Regions from separate parts of the Mustela erminea genome. Here region 2 is linked to region 1. Evidence: chromatin contacts called from public Hi-C data. All regions are on one chromosome and are shown on one strand. The core of a region is the stretch at or near the end of the contact, and the rest is flanking DNA. Distances in the headings are between cores, read along the strand shown. Region 1 holds the start of GLOD4 (glyoxalase domain-containing protein 4). Region 2 holds the start of NXN (nucleoredoxin).

Evidence for each region. A called contact is a pair of places that touch in the nucleus more often than the background predicts.
Region 2: a Hi-C map of fibroblasts shows a contact between it and region 1, with 6 times the contacts expected there. The contact joins the promoter of NXN here to the promoter of GLOD4 in region 1. A contact is called at or near these places in 3 of 3 Hi-C or Micro-C datasets (fibroblasts, skeletal muscle and spleen).

The regions. Positions count from the first base shown.
Region 1 is chr18:17,564,362-17,570,393 of mMusErm1.Pri, forward strand. It overlaps GLOD4 (glyoxalase domain-containing protein 4), which reads right to left and starts at 3,145. Exons shown (of 9, transcript XM_032322403.1): 1 at 2,988-3,145; 2 at 1,078-1,200; 3 at 263-383. The coding sequence starts at 1,190. MRM3 (rRNA methyltransferase 3, mitochondrial) reads left to right here and starts at 3,168. Exons shown (of 4, transcript XM_032322397.1): 1 at 3,168-3,515; 2 at 3,768-4,012. The coding sequence starts at 3,202.
Region 2 is chr18:17,727,725-17,733,756 of mMusErm1.Pri, forward strand. It overlaps NXN (nucleoredoxin), which reads right to left and starts at 3,574. Exons shown (of 8, transcript XM_032322396.1): 1 at 3,074-3,574. The coding sequence starts at 3,451.

The DNA of each region.
Region 1 (6,032 bases), core at 1,895-4,394:
TAAGCAGAACAATGACTCCGGTCCTTCTATCTCTCAAGGTTCAACAGAGTCTTGTCTCTGTCAAAGCTGTCTCTAAGTCTCGAGTCTGCCTCCTACTGAACACTGGAAGAACACATTTGCTCCCAAAGCAGCTCTGAGACAGGCGCACAAGCACTAATCTGCACTCAAAAGCCATCAACTGAGCAGTTATCATACTTAAAGTTGTATCAGGGACCTCAATAAAAGGCACAGCCAAAATCTGCTCAAACAAAATGCCACTTACCATGAAGTCATTGCCAAGCTTGTAGTGTCCAATGCCATAATTGTAGGTCAGTTCTGCGACAAAATGATCATCCTCAGGTCCAAATCCCACCATTGTCTTACTCCACTTCCCATCATAAGGCCTAGAAAGATGAAAGTAAATGAATCCAGTGAATACAGACAAAATCTGCATCAGGCCTCCCCTCAGGAACTCTCGGGACAGAACAGTGGGCAGTCCCCTCTGGTCCTCTAAGTACCTGTAAGGATGTAATGACCTCTCAGCTGTTGCTAAAAGCAGCTATGGACAGTGCTCATGGGCCCCACCACCAGAGGCTCCAAAGATCACCTGTCTGGCACTTACTTGAGGGAAAGATTTGTCTACCTTTTCTTTAAAGCAGGGGACATACTCCTATAAAGATACTTCTCCAACCGGACCTTTATATTTTTGCATATCTCTCAACAAGCATGCAATTCTCATTAGGCCTTGGAATTTTCCATTTTGCTATGGCTACTAAGCTAAGACACTCAGTAAGACATTGCTTCATTTAGGGCCACTGGGTGGCTCAATCAGTTAAGCATCTGCCTTCAGCTCAGGTCATGATCCCAGGGTCCTGGGATCAAGGCCCATGCTGGGCTCCCTGCTCAGGGGAAGTCTGCTTCTCCCTGTCCCTGCTGCTCCCCTTGCTTGTACTCTCTCTCTCCCTCTGTCAAATAAATAAATAAAATCTTAAAAAAAAAATACAATGATTCATTTAGAGGATACACTTACTTGTGTTTTTTTAGAGCTGCCACCTTAATTTATTGATTTCTGAATTTATTCTACTGCCTTAAACTCACCTCAAACAACTTTCTTCTGTTCTCCAAGGGTATTCAGAGCCTAAAGGAGATTTTAAGAAACAAGGTGTCATACCCATTACAGGCAGCTTTGCAGCCCTCTTCAAATTCCTCATGCCGCAGAATCTGATAAGGAAATTAGAATACCAAGAATCAGGTAAACAACATTGTGAAATCTACCTAGATTTGGAAGCAGCGCTGTGAAGTTAAAACCTTCACCACCACCCAGAAAACCAAAGGATGGCCTCCAGCATTAGAGAATTCTGATCTGGAATCCTGGCTGTCACTCAATAGTTGTCTGAGATTGAGAACGTTGCCTGAGAATGTTGCTTAGGGCCTGAGTCTCCCCATGTGTTGTGAGAATAGATAACTTATTACACCACTGGACACAGAACCCCACACACAGTAGCCTCTCAATGTCTTAAGTTTCTATTCTCCTTTTTGATTCCCACAGCTACGGCTCCAGTTCAAGTTCCTATCAATTCTCTCCTAGACTATTAAAAATCATCTTTACTGATCTTTCCTTAATACCACCATAAAATTACGTCCCTCATGCACAGCTCTCATCACAACATTACCCTGTTCTAAAATGTAAGAAAGCTCCCTACTTACTGTGCCATAAAATCCAAATACCTCAGTATTCAAGATACTATCAGAAGTAGTCCCAACCTATTTGTCCTGATATCCCATCTCAACTTCAACTAAGAAATCTAAGCTGAAGGCACAGAAAACTAGTGGTGTTTCCTAAACAAACCTTATCTTTGCATGGGTTCTTTCAGTTTTTCCAGTATACTCCTCCCTCTAATCTTTGTAGAAATCCTGCCTATTTTTATAGATCAACTCAAATGCAAGAAGTCCATGAATTATTTCCTGATGACCCAAGCTGAAGTTAAATCTTTCCTGTAGTTTTTAATACTAGTAGCTACTACTTATATAATATATATGATGTATCAGATATTCAGTGTTTAATCTTCACAACAACCCTTTAATCAATGAGGAAACATTATTAAGGGAGAGTCTTGTGGTTTTTCATCACTTATGAGGTTTTCAGTTCCATTACTGTTAGCTATGTACAAACCAAACTGTCATCTCCACCCCTATCCTAAGCCAGAAGCTTCAGTTGAGGACACTAAGGTCATTTTCATCTTTGCCACCAAAGCTGTCACCAACACAGGACCATGAAGGACAGACGATAGGTTTTAAGTGACTGATGAATTCGGGTAACTCCCTTGCCCTCTACATCTTCTGCACTCTCTACATGAAATTGCACTCTTGCACCTCTAAAGCCCTGGTTTATCGGGAGCTCCCCAAGAGCTTCCACCTGCATTTGCCACCCAGGTGATCCCTGCAGAATCGCAGCTGATCAGGGCTGGAGGGGCCGCTTCCGGGTGTTGGAGACAATGGATTCTGACTTCACACTTAGATCTGGACTGTTGAGAGGAGGGCCGGAGCATTCACCCGGAGACCGAATACTCGTAAGAGACCATTCAAAGCAGGCCTGAGAAAACCATAGCTCTAAACAGGCAGATTATCTTAGACGAAAGGCTTCAAACCGGAAGAGATTGGGTTATTGTTCATTGGGAGAGTATTATATTACTTTCTATTTATTGTCTTTCCCACTAGACTGGAAAGTCCACGAGGGCAGAGCCTCAATATTTGTGAATGAACTCAAATGAAACAAACGTGTGTGGGGACACAGTCGGCGACTAATAAAGACCCCTTCCAAGATCACCAACCCAACCAGCAACATACAACGCTTCCTGAAGGTGAAAACCCGACAGGGCTAATGGGGAGACCAGGGCTAAGGTCGGACACCTGGGCGCCATTGGAGATTCAAGACACACCCAATTGTCCCTTTCAGCGGCCCCGGCCACCCACCCTCGCGCCCCAGCCCCTCTCGGCCCCGTCTGCACCTTCATCCCCAGGACATCGCGAAAGAAACGCGCGGTCTGGAAGCGGTTTCCCACTTTGAAGACGAAGTGCAAAGCTCGACGAGTAGCCATAGCCACCCGCGCCACACATCCGGCAGAACTAGAAGCCTTCCCGCCCGCAGATGCGCAGACGGGTTGTGACGTCACTGGCCGCCGCCGGCGCGCTTCCGTGACGCAACCCACGGCGCGGGGGAAGATGGCGGCCCTGGTAAAGGGCTGGAGGTGGGCCACGCGGCCGTTGCTGTGGGTGGTCCAAACCTGGGACCTCGACGGGCGGCGCTGGGTCCGGGCGCTGCGGCGTAGCCCGGTGAGGGTGGTGTTTCCATCCGGACAGGTCGTGGAACGGAAGCCCGGTCCTGGGAAGCAGCCCCAGAGGGCTGCGGCTGAGGCCAGTCCCTACGAGCAGCGACCAAAGCAGCCGCTTCAGGTGTCCCGATCCCAGACGCCCTGCACCTGGGAAGAGTCGGGGCTTCGCTATGATAAGGCTTTACCCGGGGACAGAAGGCTGAGGTGATGTGTTCCTGAGACTTCTTTTGTATTCCCCTTTCTCTTCCCACCTGCCAGCGGGAACTTAACGTTTTTCCTCCCATTGGAGGACTTCTCCCGGTATAACCCTCTGGTTTTTATTATGTTTGGAGGGCAGAATAAGTGTTTTCTTTGGAATTCGTTTATGTCTATGAAGCTCTTTATGTCTCTTAGAACTAGGTGTGTCTCCGTAACAACGATGTTGGTCATTACCTGTCTTTTTGTTTCCACCCACAGCAGTGTAATGACAATAGTTAAGTCCAGGCCATTTCGGGAAAAGCAAGGAAAGATCCTGCTGGAAGGTCGCAGGCTGATTGCAGATGCTCTCAAGGCTGGTGCTGTGCCCAAAGTTTTCTTCTTTAGCCGTCTGGAATACATAAAGGAGCTACCCATTGATAAGCTGAAAGGTGTCAGCCTCATTAAGGTGAAATTTGAGGATATCAAGGATTGGTCCGACCTAGTAACACCACAAGGAATAATGGGTCAGTGGTTATACTATGTGTCACTAGAAGTAGAGATCTGGGATTACTTATTCATAATTGACTTAGGGCAACACATTTTATTTGAACCAAATTCAGAATGTTTTCTTAAGACACCCAGAAGAAGGGGCACCTGGGTGGCTCAGATGGTTAAGTCTGCCTGCAGCTCAGGTCATGATCTCCAGGTCCTGGGATCCAGCCCCGCATCAGGCTCCCACTCAGCGATGAATCTGCTTCTCCCCCTCTCACTCCACCTGCTCTCTCTCTCTCTCAAATGAGTGAATAAAATCTTAAAAAAAAAAAAAAAAAAAAAAGACACCCACCAAAAATACAGCTCTGAAATCTGTGGATCTTATAGTATTTTCAGTGGAAACTGCAGTCAGTTTTTCTGTCAATTGTATTAATGGTTCTTTACAGTCTCTAGGAATAACCGCTGTTCCTTAAACATTATATTTTTTTAGGTAATTTTTTCAACCTTTAATGTCCAACTAAAATATATAAGAAAATGTTTACAAAAATATTTAGCCCTCCATTTGCACAAGACTTCTGCCAGTGTGGTGATACCTCTCCGGCGTTGACCCCGTTATTCTAGAAGCTTACTTACCGAGGAGTAAGCTGCAAGCTATTACCCTGCTTGGCCCATTGAACAGGAAACCGTGTCTTTATTTGGTTGACTCTAACAAGATTCTAATAGACTGTGGGGTCTATTAGCACTTGGAAGATATTTTTTCTAAATATGGAAAAACTAAATTCTTTTTTTTTTTTTAAGATTTTATTTATTTATTTGACAGAGATCACAAGTAGGCAGAGAGGCAGGCAGAGAGCCTGATGTAGGGCTTGACCCTAGGACCCTGGGATCATGACCTGAGCCAAAGGCAGAGGCTTTAAACCTCTGAGCCACCCAGGCACCCCAAAATTGAATTCTTTTTTTTTTTTTTTTAAAGATTTTATTTATTTATTTGTAAGAGAGAGTGAGAGCGAGCACAGGCAGACAGAGTGGAAGGCAGAGTCAGAGGGAGAAGCAGGCTCCCTGCGGAGCAAGGAGCCTGATGTGGGACTCGATCCCAGGACGCTGGGATCATGACCTGAGCCGAAGGCAGCTGCTTAACCAACTGAGCCACCCAGGCGTCCCCCAAAATTGAATTCTTTATATCTTTTTGACATTGGAATTATACCTTAGATCTGATAATTGAGTGGCAGTAAGTGGAGAATTTTCTCTTGGATAGTAAGGGGCAGTTGGGGCAGGGTCTCTCATATCATTGTGCATGTGTTTCCTTGTGGTAAAGTTCAGTGATTAGTTGGGAGAGGATATTCTGGGGACCATCTCTTGTTCTGTAATCCAGCAAGTCATAAGGATCTGTGACCCTGCGCTTAGAACTCTCTCCCAGGGTGGGGATTTGGGACTGCTAGAGTCCTTCACTTACTCTAAGTGTTTGTGCTCTCGTTAGCTACACTTCTGATTCCTTACTTTATGCTACAGTGCAGGTATCACTCATTTTCACTATGCTTGCCACTTTGGGCCTGTGTGCTAACAGTGGCCAGCCCACCCAGGACTTCTGTAACCCTCCTTGTCATGACTGCTTTCATCATTTCATGACTCTGAAAAATACATATTATTTAGCTTATTCTTTTTTTATTTTTTTAAGATTTTATTCATTTATTTGACAGACAGAGATCACAAGTAGGCAGTGAAGCAGGCAGAGTGGAAGGGAAGCAGGCTCCCCACTGAGCAGAGAGCCCGACTCGGGGCTCTATCCCAGGACCCTGGGATCATGACCTGAGCCGAAAGCAGAGGCTTTAACGCACTGAGCCACCCAGGTGCCCCTACTTAGCTTATTCTTATGTATTATTTATATGGGGGGGGTTGGGCAAAGGGAGAAAGAGGTAAGACCGCCTGTCAGACTTCCAGCACCTCTCTAAAATCCAGTGATAGAAGCAGGGCCTCTGGTAGAGAGCTCTTATCACTACAGCTGATCAGGTAGAAGTTAAAGAACTCCTGAGGCCCCTGCCCCACTGAATGGAC
Region 2 (6,032 bases), core at 2,324-4,823, 160 kb after region 1:
CTTATTAAAACAAGTCTAACTACCTTAACTTCAAGATTATATGTTTCCTGACAAAACTGCTCTTATAAAAGGCACTCAAAGTTCTATTATCATCTAATTACAATTTCTATACAGCTATTTATGTGTGTGTGCTTGGAAGCTAAAAAAAAAAATGAAGCTTTCAATTACTTTTGCACCTACCACAAAAGCAAGTAGAAACAGGACAACCTTTCCCAGGGATTTTTTTTTTTTTCTTAAATGCTAGAGTCCTTTTCTTAAATGCTGTTTTCTCACAGCTCCAATCAAGGTGAGCAAAGCCAGGCAAAACGCAAGCATAACGTATATGGTCATCCCCAGACTTTCTTACTACATAAAGGGGAAATTAATAAAAAAAGAAAAAAGTACCACACAGCATTTTCTTTCCCTACCATAATTTTTCAATTTTCTTTAGAGTAATGCCAGCCAATAACTAATTAGAACCATACCCTTTGTCATCCCAATGGGAAGCAGTATATGAAAGGTTGTAAAGAACAAATGTTAATGAGAACTTTTAAAAATTAGTAATCTGGAACTCTAGTTGCCCTTCTGTGTAAAACAAATTCTATCCTTTGAAACTATTTTTAGAGTTGGTGAGACAACATGGTCAGGGTCCACCAGCAAGAACGTAAGTGTTTACCCACTCAGCACCCTGAACTGGGGATGCGCTGGCCTTCTTCACTGTTCTTATTATGAAGTTGCCATCACAAGCTCACAGACTTACTTCTAAGCATCTCGATTTCAGACAGGAGAGATAAAAACTCGAAATTTTTTTAAAAAGAAGGGAATTGTTTATTCTCTTTGATTTCAAGGGAGAAAATACTTCCTGTCAAAGTGAGTACCTTGCTTTTGTAGTTTCTAAAAGTATGTTTTCCATAAGAAACACAGCTGAAGTCTTTTTACCTGGTATATCACAACGAATATATCTGGGATCAGATCTCGAGCTGCCCAATTGCGAACATCCAGAAGCAGAAACTACAGCCTTAAAAACTGGACTTCTTTAGAAGAACAAAGTGAACCAGTGGATGCGAGACACAAAAACTGAGAAAAAATGAATTTTTGACATGCTCGGCACCACGGTTTGGCCATGCTCAGCATTCTGAACTGTATTTTCAAATGAGGGTCTGCCCTGTGTGGTCCAGACTTTCACCCCAGTGGAATGAGCAGGTCCAGACTAGGGACAGAGACCCACTTTTTGTGTGTGTGCAAAAGGACTAGCCAGGGCAGAGAGAACCAGGCATGGCACAGATCATATGAAATAGTCTCCTTTTCCAAGAAAAAGCTTAAAACATTTGCAAAACATCTTAATTTGCTTCATGTTTTTAACCATCCAGCAAATTTCCTTCATCCACTGTGAAAAACACAATAGGCCTTAGGTCTGTAACATTTACCATCATTATGTGTTTGCAAAAACTAGAAATCATTTGTATTGCCCAATAAGGACATTTTATACACACTGGTATACTACAGAAATTCGCGGTAACAATGAAAATATTTTTTGGTAAATCACTTTCTGAACATTATTCCTCCCTCAACAGATCATCAAAACAGCCACCAAGGAAAACAAAGAATTCCCATACATCTTAAGCAAATAAAGGACTGGCCATTCACATTCATGCACTATCAAGTACATAAATCAAATAGGAGCAAAATCATCTAAAAAGTGGTTAAAATGCCAAGTTTTGCCTCTGTGTGGTTAGTGAGCCCATGTTTTTCCAATGTTAAATTTACAAACTGTATTTGTTAAACTGTATTTCCTACTTTAAATCCCAAGTCTGTACCTTACACTGCCTGGGGATCGATGATTTACTGGAGACATTTGGGGTCACAGTATAAGCCTTTCGCTCTTACTAAATCTAAATCATGCTTCTCAACAAGACTCTGTACACATAAAAGGAACACACGGCAGGCCGTTACCATCCTCCCTAGAGGCACCTAAAAGCTCCCGAACGGCCCTTCTCCTGTCCACTCCATAAACTTAAGATTCTCCTCTGAAAGGGAAGGGGCTAGATTCACACGTTGCGTCAGGCTCACCAATTAGGCAAGAGCTCTCCAAAACTTGTCCTGTTTCGATTCATGACGAAATTTCACGAATTCGTTTTCTTAAAACAGACACCTTCATCCCAACTGACACACTCGAAAACCCAACCTAATTTCAGCAGGAATGAAAAGTTGACAGCGAAGTGTAAATTTCCCCCAATCCTCGTTTCTCCACTTAATCTGCACCTCTGTTCAGCGTTTAATTCGAAGTGTGCCGAGACAACCCGGACCCAGCAACTAGGGGGGGGCCGCACGGACGGGTCTGTTCCCGTGCCTGGGAGGCATCTGGGGAGGGTCCGCGGGACAGGCAGACAATGAAAAGCTCCCCGGTGGCCACCAGTCGAGCCCGCGGGTGCGGAGGGAAGAGAAGGGGAGAGGAGTGAGCGCCCCTCTCTCCCAAAGCCACGGTCAGCGGCTGCCCCCCGGGACGCAGGGCGGCCTGGCCTCGGAGTCCCGGGTCACAGGGTGGGGGAGGGGCGGGGTCCCCTGAGAAGCGGATTTCTTCTGGGGAGAGGAAACTTCCTGGTTTGGGCATTATGGGTAGGGGGCGAGCGCCTCCCCCACCCACTACAGGTATCCGCCGAGAGTCTGGCGGCTAAGGGAAGGAAGCAGCCCTTCCCCGCGCCTCCAGCCGGGAGCGCGGGGTCACGGGGTCGGGACCCCCAGCGCGGCCGCCCCTTCTACGAGGCTCCCAGCGCGTGGGGACCTGGCTCGCCACTCCTCGGGACGCAAGCCGGGATCCAGGGCCGGAGGGTGTCAAACTTACCCCACCGGAGCGGTCTGACACCCGCACGGAGGAGTTGCCGCGGGAGCCCCAGGACGGCGGGGTCCTCCGACCGGGGCGGGCATACACAGAGGAAGGGGACACTGAGGGACACGAAGGGAAGCGCGTGCAGGAGCCCACGCAGGAGCGTGAGGGGCTGCGAGGGGCGCGGGCGAGGCCGGCGAGGACCCTGCTCCCCCAACTCGCGGGCTGCTCTCCCAGGCTGGGGGCGCCGACGAGGCCCGCGCCGCTCACCTTTCTGTGCTTCTCCTTGTAGGGCAGCGCCAGCCACGGCATGTCCCGCACGAAGTCCTGCCACTGTCGCTGGTCCTGGTCCGAGGACACGAAGACTATCTCCAGGCGGCGCCGCGGCTCGGGCTCCGCGGCCGCCCCGGCCCCCGGCCCCGGCCCGGCTCCGGCCCCGGCCCCCGGCCCGGCCGCCGCGTCCCCCCGCAGGCGGCCGTAGAAGGCGGCCAGGCTGCCGCTGAGCTGCGCGCAGGGGGCGCTCAGGCTGCAGCCGAAGTAGAGCCCGAGCAGCGAGATGCCGCGGGCGCCCAGCGAATGCACGTCCACCTCCTCGCCGCCGCCCGTCACCAGCTTCTCGCCGAGCAGCTCCTCTAGGAAGCCCGACATCCTGGCCCACCGCAGCCCCGGGGCACGCGGGCGGGCAGGCGGCGGCGACCCCGCTCGCTGGGTCCGCGAGGCGGGCGGAGGCGGCGGTGGCAGTGGCGGCAGCGGCGGTGGCGGCGGCGGCTGGCGCGGGGCAGGAGAGAGCCCCGCCCGCCCGGGCCCGCCCACGCCCCGCCCCCTCCGGGCTGCCCTTGCCACGCCCCCTCCGTGGCAGTCTCGGGCCACGCGCTGGGCCCAGATCTGCTGCAGCTGGCCAGCGGGGAAGGGGCTTCCACCACGCTGCGGAACCGCCGGGGAAAGCGCCCGGGCGAGAAAACTGGCCGGAAACGCCCCACTCTGAGGGCTTTCTCCCAGCTAAGTGCAGAGAGAAGAGGGGTCCGCGGAGCCGGCCTCTCTGAAGCTGTAGTCCTCAGGGAGCTGGACTTGGCCTCCAACCTTCGAACTCTTGATTCTCTCCGGACCTCCCCCAAACATTCCCACAGTACCCCCCACCCGAGTGCTCGCTCGCTTGTGCTCTTCTCTCTCTCCCCAAAGCCTCATTGACCATTTCGTACTCCTCTGGCCTCTTGAAATGCTTACAGGACTTAGCATCTTCGTACACAATTACTTCATCAGTCTGGGTCTCACTTGCACTACTTTCTCTACTGTATGTTTCGTGTATGTTTTTGTCTACTATAGGAGAAGCGGAGGACGCCCACTCTTATATTTTTCAGGTAGCTTCTGATCTGGAGCTAGGGATACGTGAGAGAGTCCACGATACTTGCACGTGGGTCACAGGTCTCCATGTGGGGGTTCAGTCCACAGGTCGCAGCAGCCATTCCCCTCCAGCGAGTGGCTCTGTTCCATCTCCACAAGTGTAGGCAACAGATGCCACAGCGTCTTTCAATCAATGCTGATTGCACTCCTGAATGGGTTCCATAGCTTTTATCAAGTCTGATGATAGTTAAGAAAAATTCTAGGAATTTTTTTTTTTTTTTTTGCCAGCTGGCAAGATGCTACCCTGTGCTTAGCTTAAACAGGTGGCCTGTGGAAAGCCTTCCCGCCTCACACACACACGAAAAAATAAAATGCATACCCTGCCAACCCGCGAAAGAGGACCTTTAGTGTGTGTGCTCAGCTACCAACAACCTAGTGAAAGGAAAAAAACGCTCCTCTCACTGCCCTCCAGCATGCCTTGGAAGTTATTTCTTGGGCACCTACCGCCATCTAATGGAAAGAGTGAAAAAAAAACGAGCTCTGCCAGAGCCCAATATGTTTAGAGATACTGGCAGGCATGGTATTTCTGTTATTTTATAGCGGCTTTCCACACACACACAAATACAGATACAAATCGTGGCACGCTTTACAAGAGTTCAATTAAACTTCAATGTTATTCCGAGATCTGGGCACAAACATAAATCTTCATGCCTGAGGTTCTTAGTTTGTTTAGGATTGAACAGGGAGTTGTACTGGTTTTCAGTGCCATGAAATGTTATCACACAAACTGGTGAAACAGGCGGAGATGGAAACCCAGAGAAGATAGGCAATCTCTATAAAACACACAGAAAGCATCACTTTTTTTTTTAAAGATTTGTTTATTCATTTGAGAGAGAGTGAGTGCACACACAGGGAGAGGGAGAAGCAGACTCCCGGCTGAGTAGGAAGCCCGATGGGGGACTCAATCCCAGGACTGCAGGATCATGACCTGAGCCGAAGGCCAGGCGCCCCAGAAAGCATCACTTTTTAGTGAAAATATATTAAGCTATGAACATAACAGACATTAACTTACTAGATATCTTTTAAAATCCTGAAAGTAGAGGCACCTGGCAGGCTTAGTTGGTAGACCCTGCAACTTTTGATCTCAGGGTCGTGAGTTCAAGCCCCACATTGGACATAGAGATTACTTATTTTTTAAAAAAAGGCAGGGGGAAGTCCTGAAAGTAAGTTAAAATCCTCGTTTTCTCATCTATATCATATTTGAAATACCCCTTGGTGGGTTACATTAGGCACCACTGAAATCATGTGAGACAGATAGATCCTATGTTCTGACATTTTAAACACTGAACACTGATGAGGTATAAAAGGACTAGAAGCATTTACACCCTGTGGAAGCCAAAGGACAAAGTGTATGGTGTGGAGCTAGGTGAAGTGGGAGCTGGAGGGATTGCAAATTTGGGAAAACAGTGAAGTCACGATTAGAATACTTAACTGTGGTACACTAGGTGCAAGTCTGATATAAAGAGGCAGTTTGTTCAGTATTTTACTTTTATTATTTTACAGGAAAGCACTTTCCACTGGAGTATGTCCAAACCAGCATCTGGCACCTGGGAAAGTGAGAGTTTGAACATACTGCACATGAAATATAAATAAAACGTAGAGAATTGTTGGTGCAGCAGGCCTTGGTTAGAAGCCAAATAGCGCAGCTGCCTTTTAAAGGGGTGTGGAAAGAGTGGATTTGCGGTGGAAATGATTCCAAAATCATAATTCTAGTGGGTGTTTTTTACAAGAAGTCCAAGGAGACTCATTAGGCTTCCTGTAAAGAATAGCCAACATCCTTTGGCTTGTGAAAAGCACTTTCTCTGCGTATGCACTTCAAAAGACCCAC